3 separate regions of the Rattus norvegicus genome follow, and all the other regions are linked to region 2. A link is a contact called in public Hi-C data. All regions are on one chromosome and are shown on one strand. The core of a region is the stretch at or near the end of the contact, and the rest is flanking DNA. Distances in the headings are between cores, read along the strand shown. Region 1 overlaps Pld1 (phospholipase D1). Region 2 holds the start of Pld1 (phospholipase D1). Region 3 has its middle 5.1 kb from the start of Tmem212.

Region 1 (2,700 bases), core at 86-2,585, 120 kb after region 2:
GGACTGTGTGCCCTTCCCACCATGATGGACTGGGTACCCTCATACTATCAGCAAAAGTAAGTCATTCCCTTAAGTAGTCTTTTCTTGGGCATTTGGTCAAGCAACATGAAATGTAACCAAGTCACCAGGACTTTAGCTTCTGCTCTTCATGCCCAAGTTCAAAGTTTCCCTTGTTTCTGAGGAATTACACATTTTTGATAAGCTTTCAAAAAAAAAGCCAAGAGAGCTATTTCATTTAAAAACAAACAAATATTATGCTTCTTAAAGTAATTACTCGGTGGATAAAATTTCTTTCGGTTAGAGGATATCTCTCTTCTGTAATTTTCATATCCTGTAATCTTGCGCTGTGGGAAGGCATGCCTGGCTTGGTGTAGACTCGGTGTGCTGAAGGGTCTGGGCCGCAGTTATCAGACAAGGAGGGAAACGTGTTCACTATGACACGTTTAGGCTCTGCCGTTTCCCTGTGGGAAGAAGGCTACCATCTTCCCATCTCCAGACAAGGTTTGGAGAAGAGGTTACATCAGGACACAGATGACCACAAATCCTGGCAGGGGAGGCTTTGTTTGAGATCATCCTATTGCTTTTATTGTATTCCAAAGCAATCTTATAAATGGTCATTTCAACCTCTGGATAGAAAAGGAGCATGAGGCTGGGGCCAGCAATCGTGTTGAGCCCGAGGTGTGTCCTATCTGGGGTTGGTGAAGAGCATTTGCCTTAGTAAATGATTTATAGGGTCTCATTTGGGGTTATGTCTTGGCAGAGGTTAGCAAGCCTGGGGTAATATTGAAGTCAGATGTTCTGGGTAACCCAACCCTCTTATACGTCAAAGCCTGTCATTTTTAAAAGACAAGCAATGAATGGACTCCTTTGTTTGGGTGTAACGCAGTCTGTCACAGCCCACATGGCCTCTTGCATTTAGATCATGGTTGAGTCAAGTGGACATTTCTAGCATCCTGGTAGATTTCAGCCAAGTCCCTCATCTATAAATAAGACAGGGGCAGAGAGATGCATCACATCTTAAAAGATTCTCTAAACACAAAATGGGAAGGGCTATGTCCCGCGAGGCTTCAGAATGAGCCCAGCAGAACTTATTCCACCACAATCTAAAGATTCCTCTCTAAAACATGCCAAGGAGCCCCACATGTGATTTCTCCCTTTCTGACAACCTTTGTCATTGCTATGCTACCCTGTCTGTGTCCTCAGTGCCTCCCCACTCACAGTGAAGAGCCTCCTACCCTGACTGCTCATTGCTACAGAAGCTCCTTTGGGGTTCCTTCAGGTCCTCAGACTCAACTGTGAGCTGATCCCACTTCTCCTCACAGCCCTCCATGCAGCCGAGAGCACAGGCATGAGGGAAGAGGCACTGAGAAGGAAAGGGCTCCATAAGAAAGATCAGGAGGGGACAGAGAGGCCTTCACCTACCTGGAGGGAGCTGCTATTCTTCTTCGAAACATGCAAGCAGCTTTATGACAGCCAAAGGCCTTAAAATGGTCTCTTTTGAAAGTCCACATCCATAGGGTGGAGAGAGCTCAGTCAGTAAAGCAGTAGCCGGACGGACGAGCATGAAGACTGGGTTTAATCCCCATAATCTCTCTCTAAAGGCTGGATGTGGCGGGATAAATGTGATCGCAGCGCTGGGGCCTCAGACAGCTGGATCCCTGGGTTCACTGGCTGGCCTCCTAAAACTGGCAAGCTCTACGTTAGTGATACAGGTGCTGAAGGTGACATCTGAGTTTGACATCTGAGTCTTCCATACACACATGTAGGCACATACATGTGCATTCACACACACACACACACACACACACACACACACACACACACACACGAAAACATATACACATACAAATAAAAGCTATTTTTTTTTAAATAATATAAAATAAAAAGGAAGTAGACTAGGGTCTGTTCTAGTTCCTCTGGAATTCTGCTTAGGATGGAGGAACAATTTTCATTAGCTCTGTCTTCTTTTCTTTTTAGTTAAAAAACAAACAAACCAAACTTTGTTTCTTTGTTTTCTGAGACAGGGTTTCTCTGTGTAGTTCTAGCTATCCTGAAATTCACCGTGCAGACCAAACTGGCCTCAGATCTGCCTGCCTCTGCCTCCTGAGTGCTGGGATTAAAGGTGTGCGCCACCACTGCCTACCAAGACCTAAAGCTGTGTGTTTCTGTGTATTTATACATTTATACACTCCTGAAAAGCCCACAAGAGTGCAGAGGAACCATCAGGAGCGGGATTTACAGGCTGCTGTGAGCCTAGTCTGACTTAGAGGCAGAACCCAAACAACTCCCAAAGGAGGGATGAACAAGTTTCACCTACGTCATTCTCCAGCTCTAGTCTGTCTTACTGCCTCAGCCATCAGGGTCTTCGGCTCCCTCATTCTAAAAGTACACATCTTTGTGCCCTGGTACCTTTCTGCATTGCCACCCTAGGAGCAATATTTGCTTCACAGTTACAGGCACCAAACGAGGAAGTTAGCTCACAAGAGAATGCTGACTGGGCATCATGACCATGTTGACCACGTTCATGTTGTCTTATTGCTTTGCTTGGTGCCACATTAAGCACACTCCCTGAAATATTTCACTACCGAGTGGTTCCACTGGCTCTAACAAGACTTGTCTTTCTAGGCTCGAACGTTGATTTACATTGTTTAGCTCATATATGTCACATTGCCATAAAAGTTCGTGACTTTTGAAAGAAAC
Region 2 (2,700 bases), core at 193-2,692:
GAGAAACTGTTGGACCTGGGGCCTGGATTAGGGAGATGAAGAGGTGGGTGTTGGATCTGCACCATCTCCGGGTTTTCCTGCCTGACATTGCAGAGCTAAATGCGCAAATCCCTTCTGGGTGTGTCACAGGCGTTGAGTAACTTAACTTTAGCACCTAAGTTCTGCTTGGCGGTGAATGAGTCAGGTTTCCCTTGCCCTGTTTGATTGTGTTACACTATTGAGGAAATCTAGATTTTTATGTTAAAGTAGACTTGTTTAAATAAATTAGAACTTTGTGTAAAAAAAAATAGCAAGCCTTTGAAATTAATGTTATTCCTGGGGTTGAAAGACAGGGGACAGTTGTAGTTATTGTGAGTGTGTTATGTTGAAAGGCCAAATTGAGCAGTATGTCGGGACTCTATTGACTGTGTTTCAGGGCTTAGTCATTTGGAAAAACTTACCAATTACATTTTTGTAGAGCGACAAGTAAATTTACATTGCTTATTTTGAAACCAGGGTATATGTTATTAAAAGACGATGCATTTGAAAATCTCTTTTTAAGCAGGTGTGGTGGTACATGACTTTAATCCCAGCACTTGGGAGGCAGAGACTGGTGGATCTCTATAAATACACAGAGTTAAGTTCCAGGACAGCCAAGGCTGGTAACACAGGGAAACTGTCTCTAAAAAATATTTTTGTGAGTACACATGTGTCTAAGTGTATGTGTTCATGTAGAGATCAGAGGACGACACCTAGGAGATGGTTTTCTCCTTCACCCTATGGGTCCTGAAGTTTTGAACTTGGGTCATCAGGCTTGGCAGCAAGCCCCTTTTCTTGCTGAGCCATTATCTTGGTCCCTTCGGAGGGAAAATACCCCCTTTTATCCTACAAATGTATCTTAAGTGATGAACTGATATAAAGAAAGCTGACTTACAGACTTTCAGACAAGTTAGACCTAACATGAGAAGGTTTGTTGACAGACTTTCCTCGTGACCTACATTAATATTTGGGCATTTGTAATGAAGTTTTAAATTTGTTCTATATTATGGGAAAATGCAAAGCTAGCGATAGTATGAGTTTGACTCTCAGAGACAATAATGCTGTACATCTTCCGACACAGTCTTAAATTACAGTACTGTATGCTTCAGGATCGGCACCCAACTTAGGCAACACTTGAAAAAGTCATTTCATGGCCCCCGGTGGAGGGGAGACTGTACTGCCCTTGTTTAGCGTGAATCAGCCCCTTTAGTGCAGTGTCTTAGGGGACACAAGTGAATCACAGTTCTCTTTGTTTAAGTGTGTGCTCTGGCTTTCTTGGGCAACAAGTGCAAAACTGAAGCCTTAACTCTATTCTGTGTGGCTTTTCTTTTCTCACGGCGGAGCGTCTATTTAGCATATGGGGCGTGGTTTGAGTTCATTATTGAAGCTTATAGGCTAAAGTGCTCTGTGGGTTTGACCCAGTTGAATTTCCTTAGGGAGCCTGCCAAAGTTGAGCTTTGGAACAGGCCGGCTTCCCCTGTTTTTGTGGATTTGTAGGATAGCCAATTTCCCCCCATCTCGACTTTCAACTGCTTTGGACATTAGCTTCATAGGAAGAATTCATTCTTTAGAGTAAAATGGAGCGCCGCTTTTTGCCAGGGGCCCCAGGTTAGTAACGCTTTGAACTTTCTGTTTTGTGTCAGATTTTCTTTCAGTGCCATCAGGGAGATGGGGCGACGATAGGAGAAGGCTTGTGCTATTGCTTCGTTAGAAAAGAATACTTTTGATTCGGTTGGTCCTGCGGGGCTGGGGTGGGAGGGAGTGGTTACGTTTTTTCTGACTAAGATACTTTTTCTGTCAAACCAAATGGAGGAGCCAAGAGGAATGAGCAAACGTGTGCTGGAGTCGTAGTTTAAAGGGTTGTAAGGGTTTGTAAGCATTTTTTTTAACTTCCTTTTTTTTTTTTTTGTAATGACTCTATGTCCTCCTAGTACAGTCAGGCAGAACTCTGATTTTATGCATGGTGATTTTATTTTATTTTTCGAGCTAAGTGGTGTGCTGCATTCTAGCAAGACCCATCTTGCACTCCACTTGTTGGATATGGTTTTCCCTGGGGCCTACTCCTCTGAGTTCCAGCTGATTAGATGTCATGTCACTTTTACTTCAAAGACGGTCCTGTGAAATACCTACAGAATGACTGGTGTGGGTGAAGCATCCAGGTGGGCTCAGGGGGGACTCAGTTCCTCCTGGGTCCGTTGCTGTTTTTATTCAAGTAGCTCCCTAGACTGAGGTCACCCTAAAATAAATATGCCTGTAAAATTGGAGTGTGATGTGTAAGACACGAAAGTAGTGTTAATAATAATAATAAAGAAATGATGCCAATAAAATTAAGAGAATGGCTCCCTCAGTTTCCCCAAGTTAAAGAGCTGGGGAGTAATTGTGCCTCTGTTCATTTGCCCCGGAGCCATCTGGCACGAGAGTACTCTACAAGGGGGGCTCCATTTGACACTGTTTCAAAATGTGTGCTTCATAGGAACTATGGCTTCTCTTTCCTCGTATATGTAAGCTGCATCAGTTCAAATGGATACACGAATGTTTTAAAATATACTAATATATGCTATTATGTGTCTACTATTGCCATTTTCTTCTCTTTTTGTCCCATAGGACAGGCAGTGCGTCAGCGTCTGTTTTATCATCTTTTTCTTTTAATTATTTTTAAGGATGGAGGGAAAAGGGAGACAG
Region 3 (2,700 bases), core at 198-2,697, 75 kb before region 2:
TAAACTTTTAAAGTATTTATAAGTCATGAAAAATAACAATAAGGGTGCTGGGACAGTTGGGGAAATTAAGCATGAAGTTGGAATTACACGATTCTGGTTTGTCTGTACTTAGACTATTGGGTATTTTATGACATTATATTTGTATAAATGGTTGGGTTGGGCTGGTCAGGTGAAGATGCCTACACTGTAACCTGATGATGAATTTGAGCCTCAGAACCCACAGAAGTGTAGGAGAGAGCTGAGTCCACAAACCTCTCCTCTGAACTTTATACTCGTGCTTTTGCAAGTAAGTGTGCCACCCGTCGTGTGCACGTGCCCAGCGCCCATGCCATGACTGTGAGTATTAGTTTTTCAAAAAGGATGTCTTAGAGATGGGACTACATAGTATTCTTGATGCTTTCTTCCCGGTCTTCTCTAGGCTTGAAAATTTCAAATTAAAGGTCGAAAGAAGAGGGCAATGGATGTAACTCTGATGGTAGAGTGCTTGTCCAGCATTGCAGGAAGCCTCCACTTTGATCCTTGGTACCAAACAAATGGGGCAGGGTGACACACACTTACCATCCCAGCATTTGAAAAACGGAGATGCAAGGACAAGAAGACCAAGGTCGTCCTGAGCTGCACAGTGGGACCAGGACTTGGCATGCACGAGGCCCTGCCCACCTCCATGCCCCGGCTGAAAGAGGCCTGGGAGCTGCACTTCAGTGGCACAGCACTCACTCGTACACACAAAGCTCTGCTGTATAGCATGGGCAAATAAGTATGAACATATGTAAACATAGATGCATACATGTGTGTCTGTGCGCACATATACACATATGCACATATTTGTACAAATATATGCTCCTTCAGTTATGGTTTTAACCAAGTGATCAAGCTTTACATGGTCAGTAACAGTACAAACTGACATCACACACATACACTACATACTAAACACCACACATGCTACACACATGCACTTGCACACACCATGCCCTCACACACACTAGGTTGGTAGCCATTTCCCACCACCTTTTTTACATTTTATTTTGATTCAAGGTCTATGCTAAGTTTCCCAGGCTGACCTCAAACCCTTCTCACAAAGGCTGTGAACTTGTGATAAAGCTGCCCTCAGGCCTATGCCTGCAAGCCCAGCTAGGTAGAGTTATAAACTGCATAAAATGAAAGGCTCGAGTCTGCTAGAGCGCTGGCTCAGAACATTTGCTGACATTGATAGGTTGGCGGTGCAGAAGATGTTCCTGGGTCTTCTTTAGCAGCCTGCTCAAGCCTGTTTTCTTCCTTCAGAAGACTGAGGAGGCATGCCAGGTTGCATTGTGGAGGTATGCCTCATGCTTAGTCATACATTTTCACAGATTTTCCAACCATTTTTCAACCCATTTAAGCCTTCCCAGTGCTCATACACAGTGCATTTCCTTCTGCTTTTCCTGGTTGTTCAGTTTCAACTCTGAGTGAACTCTCTTTCCTCATAATGACCCGGGGCTGACAGAGAACAAAGTTCAATGTTTATCATCCCTAACTGGAAACTGTCAAATTTCTATTTTAAACCCTCCAATTTATAAGATACTACAGAGATAGTATTGCACCAGCATAATTCCACTTGAGAGTCTCCCCCTCAAGTGTGTTTTGAAATCATCTGGAATCTATCAGACTTTTCCCTAGTTTTGCCAGGCAAGATGACTGTGATACCTGCGAGCTCAGGCGGCTAGGCATCTGTCTGAAGAGACCTGTCTCTTCTGCTGCAGTGGACAGCTTTTGCTCTGGTCCGTGCCAGCAGCCTCCCACAGGCCACTGTGGACATTGTCTTCTGCAGCGGCCACTCCTGTCTTGTTTTCCCACAGAAACAGAGAAATTACAGATGGAACACTGATGGGGTGGATTGGCACGCTGGCCGCCAGGAGGGATAAGGAGCTCAGACAGGAAGGAAGATGCAGCAAGGGTATCGGAGGAGAGGGGTGTGGGGAAGATGGACAGGAAGGGATGGAGTCATGTTGGAATCCAGAGGAAAAGACTCCTAGGGCCATAAACAGCGTTCTGTGCTGTCCAAAAGTCTAAGGTCTGAGAGACTTTAAAAGCAGAGTTGACTGGGAATGCAGGAACCTGGGAAGCTGGGAGCAGCTCACGTACAGGTCTCTCGATGTTCGGAGTGGAGGAAAGTGAGAGATGTGGAGAAAGGGGGACAGAAAATGGGGAGAAAGTGAGGAGGAAGCGTCTGATGCTGTTTGTTTTACAGATTGCTTTAAGGAAGAAGCTTTGACTCATGCATGCATTCTTGTACCTACATACATATGTATGTATGTGTATTTCACTATGTAGCCCTGACTAGTCTGGAACTTGATATATAGACCAGGCTGGCCTTGAATGTGCCTCTGTCTCCCAAGTTCTCGGGTTACCCCTGTGTGTTCCACCACCTAAGGCTTGGTCCTTTAAAATGGGAACTGTGTGATCACCTAATTCCTTGTTTTAAAATGTTTATTTTAAACATGTTTTTCTGTGTGATATTTGCTATGCTTTTTTTAATCCTGTGAAGGCCAAGGCCAAAGGTCAAGGTAGGGAGGAGTAGTGGAGGCCCATGGCTGACACCTTTCCTGTACTCACTGTATTCCGAATTGTGTTTGGTTGACTCTGGAGATCAAAGCTTCACTAGATTAGAATACAGGGCTTTTCTCTATCTGTTTGTCTCCCTTCCCTCTTCCTTCCCTCCCT

The links. Hi-C and Micro-C count contacts between places; a contact is called where the count stands out from the background.
Region 1: a Hi-C map of Schwann cells shows a contact between it and region 2, with 8 times the contacts expected there. The contact joins the enhancer-like site here to the promoter of Pld1 in region 2. A contact is called at or near these places in 10 of 12 Hi-C or Micro-C datasets (the A7r5 cell line, the Rat2 cell line, Schwann cells and 5 more) and 1 of 1 datasets of contacts at active chromatin or transcription factors (oligodendrocytes).
Region 3: a Hi-C map of liver shows a contact between it and region 2, with 2.9 times the contacts expected there. The contact joins the enhancer-like site here to the promoter of Pld1 in region 2. A contact is called at or near these places in 2 of 12 Hi-C or Micro-C datasets (liver and mammary epithelial cells).

The regions. Positions count from the first base shown.
Region 1 is chr2:112,938,181-112,940,880 of GRCr8, forward strand. The region is part of intron 21 of Pld1 (phospholipase D1); the gene reads left to right. All of the region lies in intron 2 of LOC120100789 (a long non-coding RNA gene), which reads right to left. Among named protein-coding and RNA genes, the nearest start is that of Pld1, 120 kb to the left of the region's middle. Within about 2 kb of position 1,336, at least 3 of the 93 cell types and tissues checked have an H3K27ac peak or open chromatin away from gene starts, as enhancers often do.
Region 2 is chr2:112,820,734-112,823,433 of GRCr8, forward strand. It overlaps Pld1 (phospholipase D1), which reads left to right and starts at 1,443. Exons shown (of 27, transcript NM_001399082.1): 1 at 1,443-1,626.
Region 3 is chr2:112,745,579-112,748,278 of GRCr8, forward strand. No RefSeq gene overlaps it. Among named protein-coding and RNA genes, the nearest start is that of Tmem212, 5.1 kb to the left of the region's middle. Within about 2 kb of position 1,448, at least 6 of the 93 cell types and tissues checked have an H3K27ac peak or open chromatin away from gene starts, as enhancers often do. A contact at or near this core is called in liver, where this site is marked.